2 separate regions of the Sus scrofa genome follow, and region 2 is linked to region 1. The links are chromatin contacts, called in public HiChIP or PLAC-seq maps. All regions are on one chromosome and are shown on one strand. The core of a region is the stretch at or near the end of the contact, and the rest is flanking DNA. Distances in the headings are between cores, read along the strand shown.

The links. HiChIP or PLAC-seq counts read pairs in DNA pulled down with a chosen protein or histone mark.
Region 2: a contact with region 1 is called in an H3K27ac HiChIP or PLAC-seq map of alveolar macrophages. The contact joins two enhancer-like sites. A contact is called at or near these places in 6 of 47 Hi-C or Micro-C datasets (embryonic fibroblasts, epiblast stem cells, fetal skeletal muscle and 3 more) and 2 of 2 datasets of contacts at active chromatin or transcription factors (alveolar macrophages and skeletal muscle).

What each region holds. Positions count from the first base shown.
Region 1 is chr7:57,981,329-57,984,682 of Sscrofa11.1, forward strand. The region is part of intron 8 of CSPG4 (chondroitin sulfate proteoglycan 4); the gene reads left to right. Among named protein-coding and RNA genes, the nearest start is that of SNX33, 33 kb to the right of the region's middle. Within about 2 kb of position 1,558, at least 5 of the 83 cell types and tissues checked have an H3K27ac peak or open chromatin away from gene starts, as enhancers often do. A contact at or near this core is called in alveolar macrophages, where this site is marked.
Region 2 is chr7:58,540,997-58,544,350 of Sscrofa11.1, forward strand. All of the region lies in intron 2 of PPCDC (phosphopantothenoylcysteine decarboxylase), which reads right to left. Among named protein-coding and RNA genes, the nearest start is that of PPCDC, 6.6 kb to the right of the region's middle. Within about 2 kb of position 1,560, at least 42 of the 83 cell types and tissues checked have an H3K27ac peak or open chromatin away from gene starts, as enhancers often do. A contact at or near this core is called in alveolar macrophages, where this site is marked.

The sequences.
Region 1 (3,354 bases), core at 308-2,807:
CAAGAAGCAGAATGGGTCCTGAAAGCAGATGAGTGGGCAGAAGGCAGCTGAGTAGGTGAGTTAGGAGCAAAGCTGCCATCCATCCATCCATCCATCACAGCAGCTTCAGGACACAGCTGTCCCACTGCACGCCAGAGGCCATCAGTGAAAACCAGAATTGAGCCACAGGAAGGGTCAGACCGATACGCTGCTGGGATCACAGAGCCCTCTATGCTGTACCAGTGGGGCCAACAGCCATCACTTAAATTAAGGTCCCTTCTAAGTGCAAAAGGTGCAAGCATTCTAGGGCAGCCCTGGTTCTCCCCAGGGCAGGGCAGTATGGAACTTTCAGGCATCGGGGAAGGAAGTCACCTTAACAAGGGCAGGAAGAGTCTCTCAGTCCTCTCGCATCAATATTCCCCAGGCCTGGGTTCTCTGTTCTCCCAGCTTCTGCTATGGCCCCCTTTCTGCTCCTCCCCACAATGAAATATTCAGCAGGCTGGAGGCTGTAGCAGCTGTGCACCCTGAATCCCTGGGAGCCTTTGTCACTGGATGCCCAGGAAGGAGGAGGAAGTCCCCTCCTGGACCTGCTCTGCTTCCCTCACACCCCAGCAATCCAAGTTCTAGAATGAATGGCCCCTAGGGGGTCTGGCTGGCAGGGCCACCCAGGGAAGCTGGGAGGAGGGCAGGACTGGGTGAAGGGGGCAGGCAGGACTGACAGCGCCACTGTCCCTCCATCCTCTGAGTTGGGTGGGGCAGAGATCAGCTTTTCCCACTTTACAGATGAGGAAACTGAGGCTCACAGAGAGAGGTCAGGTGACTTCATTCCAAGTCCATGGCTAGTAAGAAGCAAAACCAGGACTGTGCCTTCAGACTGCTGGCCCAAGATTTCTTTCACCAAAGAACACTGCTGGTTTCCAGAGCTCAGGAAGCCTTCCCACCTCACCTGTGACTTGCCTCATCCCAAGCCAGTCACCCCCACCCACAAGGAGCTCCTGTACCCAGACATCCAACTTCCCACCCCCACCCCTAAGGGTCTCCATTTCCTCCCCACCCACCCATTGGCCTGGGCCAGAGGTTACAGCTGGTAGTCCTTGCAGGCCACAGCTGGCCCACAGATGTGTTTTACTTGGCCTGCACATGCCTTTAATATTTTTAAATTAGTGGTCAAGATATAACCTTTGGGGGATTACACACACACACACACACACACACACACACACACACAGGCCCTGATTTCCAGTTTCTTATAAGACCTGTGTTCCCTCTTCCGGCCATCAACTGAAGAGCAGCTGTCCCTTTGACTGGCTCTGCTCCCGTCTCAACCAGGCAAGGCTCCCCAGTTCACAGCCCCCCTGCTCCTAGAATCTCCCGCACGCTGTGATCCCAGTCAGTTTCCCTCTCTCTATTGCACAAGTCCTGTTTTTCTGAGAGAAGGAAAATAGTTCCCTGTGTCTCCCGAAAGGGGAAAACAAAAGATAAGCCAAGAAGACACGTTGGGATTAGAAGGGGGAGGGAACGGATTGCTTGAGGGAAGTGGAGACTATGCCTTAGTGTTTAACAGGCAGATGGCCCTGGAGCACAGCGGGTGTGGCTGGAGTGGAGTTGCCGTGGGAGGCGTGGGAGGACGGGAGGTCACGGGTAACAGGGTCACACAGGGTCTTTGAGGCCAAATGAGCCCTTGTACTGTCTGAGCGAGAGTGACATAGCCTTATTTACATGGTTAAAGCTTCACTCTGGGAGTTCCCTTCATGGCTCGGTGGAAACAAATCTGACTAGCATCTGTGAGGAGGCAGGTTCGATTCCTGGCTTCTCTCAGTGGGTTAAGGATCCAGCACTGCCGTGAGCTGTGATGTAGGTGGCAGACACGGCTCAGATCCAGCATTGCTGTGGCTGTGGTGTAGGCCAGCAGCTATAGTTCTGATTCGACCCCTAGCCTGGGAGCCTCCACATGCTGCATGTGCGGCCCTAAAAAATAATAATAAAATGAAAGTTCACTCTGACATCTGTGTCAAGAACAAACTGTAGAGGGGGTGGAGCAGGGGCCAAAGCCAGGACGCAGGAGGTTTGGGGAATAATCCGGGCCAGAAATGATGGTATGTGAGAGGAGGAGAGGAATCAGTGGTGACTCAAGAGCTTGGGGCTTGAACCACTGGAAGAACAGAGCTGTGCCCTCTGCAGTGGGAACCTGGGAGCGGTGGGGCAGGTCAGGGATCATCTGGGACATACTGAGTTTGAGACATCCCTCAGACATCCCCACGGAGCTGCCCGAGAAGCAGGTGGTCATGAGCCTGGAGTTTGGGAGAGCACAGCCGGGCTGCAGATACAAATAAAGGGGTCATCTCGTGGCTGGCATTGGAGGATGTGAGGCCCACTGAGAGCCCGTGAGCAGTGCCTGTAGCTAGAGTCTCAAGGCCAAGCCACAGACATTGAGGAGAAGGGGCAGGACCAGCAAGAGTCTGTGAAAAGGCAACTAGTGAGGTCGGAGGGAGACTAAGAGAGCAGAACCTCTTGGAAGCCACCAGGTGCGCTCAAGGAAGGAACGCTCGATTGGGTAGAATGCCGCTGAGCGGATGAGTGAAAGGAGGCCTGGGAATAGACCACTGGGTCCAGCAACCCAGAGGCCATTGTGCCCTTGGCAGCCATAGGAGCAGAAGCCTGGGTGGAGTGCACTCAGAATGGCATGGGGAAGAGTGTAGACTATTCTTTTTGGACTCTGCTGCAAAGAAGAGCAAAAAAAAGAGTTCCCTGGTGGCTTAGCAGGTTAAGGATCCAGCATTGTCACTACTGGGGCTCCGGTCCCTGCAATGGTGGGAACTTGACCTCTGGCCCAGGAACTTTTGCATGCCTCAAATTCAGCCAAAAAAGAAGAAGAAAGGAGTTCCCGTCCTGGCTCAGTGGTTAACGAATCCGACTAGGAACCATGAGGTTGAGGGTTTGATCACTGGCCTCGCTCAGTGGGTTAAGGATCTGGTGTTGCCGTGAGCTGTGGGGTAGGTTGCAGATGTGGCTTGGGTCCCACATTGCTGTGGCTGTGGTGTAGGACAGTGAAGTCAAGAAGTTTTTTCTTTTTTTGTGTGTGTGCTTTTTTTTTTTTTTTTTTTGTCTTTTTAGGGCCACCCTCACTCACTGCATGTGGAAGTTCCCCGGCTAGGGGTCGAATCAGAGCTGTAGCTGCTGGGCCTACACCACAGTCACAGTAACTGGGGATCTGAGCCACGTCTGCAACCTACACCACAGCTCACGGCAATGCCGGATCCTTAACCCATTGAGTGAGGCCAGGGGTCAAACCTGCGTCCTCATGGATACTAGTCCACTGAGCCACAATGAGAACTCCAAGAGAAGTTTTTTCTTTAAGGTGGAGGGTTAGCTTAG
Region 2 (3,354 bases), core at 310-2,809, 560 kb after region 1:
TCACCCAATTACATGACAATGGCAGGACGGCAAAACAGCCACAGCTCTTGCACCCCAGGACCTTCTCTCAGGCTGCCTTCGAGTCCTGGTCCTTTTTGTCTTCACATCTAAGATCTTCCACCACTCAAGATGGAAGAGACCTTGGAGATATATCATTTGAGTACCCAGTCCCTGCTTTATTGCAGGCCATAAAAAAGACCTGACTTGCCCAGAGTCCCAGGGTGAGAAATCCTGCTATGCCCAGCAGCCTCGTTTGAGGGCAGGCTGGTCCAGCTCGTCAAGCTCAAATAAAGGCTCCAAAGCTTCTTTGCTGGTGGCCGCCCTCCCCACCTGCTGGTGTGTGAGGTAGAAGACCAAATCCGCCCCTCCCCATCACCTCCTCACAGTCTCCCTGGTCTGGCTCCAGGTCAGTGGTCCTCCTGGGAAGCCTGAACACACTGGTGAACAGGAGTGGTTCTCAGCCAGGTCTGCAGAATCACCCAGCTCCCTGCCACCCACACCCCAGCTGCTCATTTGCTAGTCAAAATCTAGGGATCCCTAAGGGAGCTCAGGAAAGCCTCACGCATGCCTTAGTCAAAGAGCTGAGAAGGACCATTCCAAGGGACAAAGGCAACTCCTGGGTGGGGCGGGGAAGACCCAGGAGGGCTCTAGGGAGATGGTACCATCAGGGAGTGTGAGGAAGTGGGGGGCGGCGGGGGGAAGGCCACCGCCTTGGGGCCAACACAAGGCACGCAGGGATCCTCCCCTCTGGTTACCAACACCTCACAAGGACCCTACTAAGCAAATCTAGGCTCTCTGGAGAGCTGCCCATCCACAGGATGAGAGGGAAGTGGGCCCCTCCACATAAGCAGATGGACAGTGGCTCCCACAGCTCTTTCCACATGGGCCATCTCACCAACCCCAACACCACACACTACATGTGGCCGCCCCAAAGGACACGACAACAGTGGAAAGGAGAGGGTGAAGGACAGGAAACAAACACTGTTAAGTGCTTCCGCGTGCTAGGAGCTACGCCTAGTCCTTGGCACCAGATGACAAACTGTTTCATCTGTGTTCCCCTCCCCCAGCCCTGACAACAGCCTGAAGGGATGGGTGGCAGTCATCATCTTTATTTTCAAATGAGAAAGACAGGCTCCCGGAGGCTAAGTCAGAAAGTCCTCCCTCCCAGGTCACTGTCCTTCTGTCCGCCTGACTTTCAGCTTCAACTCCAGCCAGAGAGGGAGCCAAGTCCTGTTCCAGACAGGGCCTGTCTCCCAGCAGTGGCGGCAGCGGCAGCAGCAGCGGCAGTGGCTGGGCTAAAAGGCCTAGGGTGGGCTGGAGAGCCTCCCTGCTTCAGGCAACCCTCTCCTCACACCCCTATAAACGCCAGCTGTGTGGGATGGCAGGAAGCGGTGGAGTTGCCATTTCCCTCAGCTCTGAGGCTGCCCATCTGTTTCCTGGGATAGGACTCCCTGCCCCCACCCACCCCCAGTCCGGAAATTCACTTGTTCTGGGGCTATGGGAAAAGGGAACTGTGCGGCTCCCTCCCTCCCCAGGGGGTGGTGGCAGAGGCTGTGGCTGCAGCCACCCCTTTCAGGCCTCCTGCCCTGAAGGCTCTAGCTAGCCAGCTCCTACCATTGGTTCTGAGAACACGAGGAGGGGGCAGGCCAAAGAGGTTATTGCCCCAGAAGCGCCAGTGCCCAGCCTCAGAGCAGCCACAACACTCTCCTCCCTTCCTGCTTCTGGCCTGACTGGCATCCCTGGCTGCCTGCTTCACTGATCATCCCAGCATGGAGGGTGGGGTGAGGGGGTGACTTTCTGGATAGAAGTTAGTGGAAAGTTTAAAAGAAAAAAAAAAAGAAAAAAGAAAAAACCCTGACATGGTCATTTGCAAGTGAGCACTGCCCCCTGCTGGACACTCTAGTACACCCATCTGAGCTACACGCGGCGCAGATACAAGCAAGGAAAAAGCACATCAGCTTAACACCCTTGGCTATATGTCTCAACCTTTTCTTGTATTCAAAATTAAACCCAGTTCTATTTTTTTCAATTTTACTTTTTTTCTTATTTTTTAAAAAAATCTTTTTGTTTGATTGTTTATTCTTTTTTTAAACCCAGTTCTAAACTGAGGCCTCTTTTGCCTTATTGCAGTAGTTTTTCTGAATAAAATCTGTTTTTACCACTTCTAGTTTTTCTTTAATACATCAAATGAGTTTTAAAAGGAAGGGAGCAGCAGGGGAGCTGGATCAAGATGGTGGGGTAGTAAGACGTGGCACTCACCTTCTCCCACAAACACATCAAAAGGAAGGGAACAGGAGTTCCTGCCGTGGCACAGTGCATTAAGAAGCCCACTGCAGGGAGTTCCCGTCGTGGCGCAGTGGTTAACGAATCCGACTAGGAACCATGAGGTTGCAGGTTCGGTCCCTGCCCTTTCTCAGTGGGTTAAGGATCCAGCGTTGCCGTGAGCTGTGGTGTAGGTTGCAGACACGGCTCAGATCCCACGTTGCTGTGGCTCTGGCGTAGGCCGGTGGCTACAGCTCCAATTCAACCCCTGGCCTGGGAACCTCCATATGCCGGGGGAGTGGCCCAAGAAATAGCAACAACAACAACAAAAATTAAAAAAAAAAAAAAAAAGAAGCCCACTGCAGTGTCTCAGGTTGCTGCAGAGGTTCGGGTTCAATCCCCAGCCCCACACAGTGGGTCAAAGGATCCAGTGTTACCACAGCTGCCACACAGGTCACAGCTGTGGCTTGAATTCAGTTCCTGGCCCAGGAACTTCCATATGCCACAGGTATGGCCATAAAATTTAAAAAATTTAAAAAAAAAAAAAAAAAAGGAGAAGGGAGCAAAACCACATGGGCTGTGGCAGGCAGGAATCCTGGCTTTTGTGTGAAGTGTTTGCGGAGAATTTGAAAAGGCAGAAAGGAATAGGGAGGGCGGCACAGCCTGGCAAGGGCTGGGCCAGAGCAAAGGCCCTCGGGATGGAACGTGGGGCAGTGGGAGAGTGATAGTCGAAGGGCCTAGGATACCAGATGAGAGAGAAGGATTCACACCTGCTGGCTTTCACACTGTTTAAAGCCTTGAACTTCTCCCACAAAAAGAATCTGCCCCAGAACCCCAATATATAAAACCAGTCAAAGCTGAGGTGATCTGACCAAGGGCAGAGGGCTAAACCCTCCACCCCAACATACTGTTGTGACCCCTGGGCATCTCTAAACAGAGTCTAAAACCAGAGCTGCAGGCAACAGGGAGCCCCTAAGGCTCCAGTGCCTTCTGACTAACAGGACAGCCGTGTCATAAAAGGAGGGAGGATAGAGCTGCAGTGTCCAGGATGGAGTGAAAGCAGAGGCAGGGAGCCCAGGGTAGCAAAGGGAC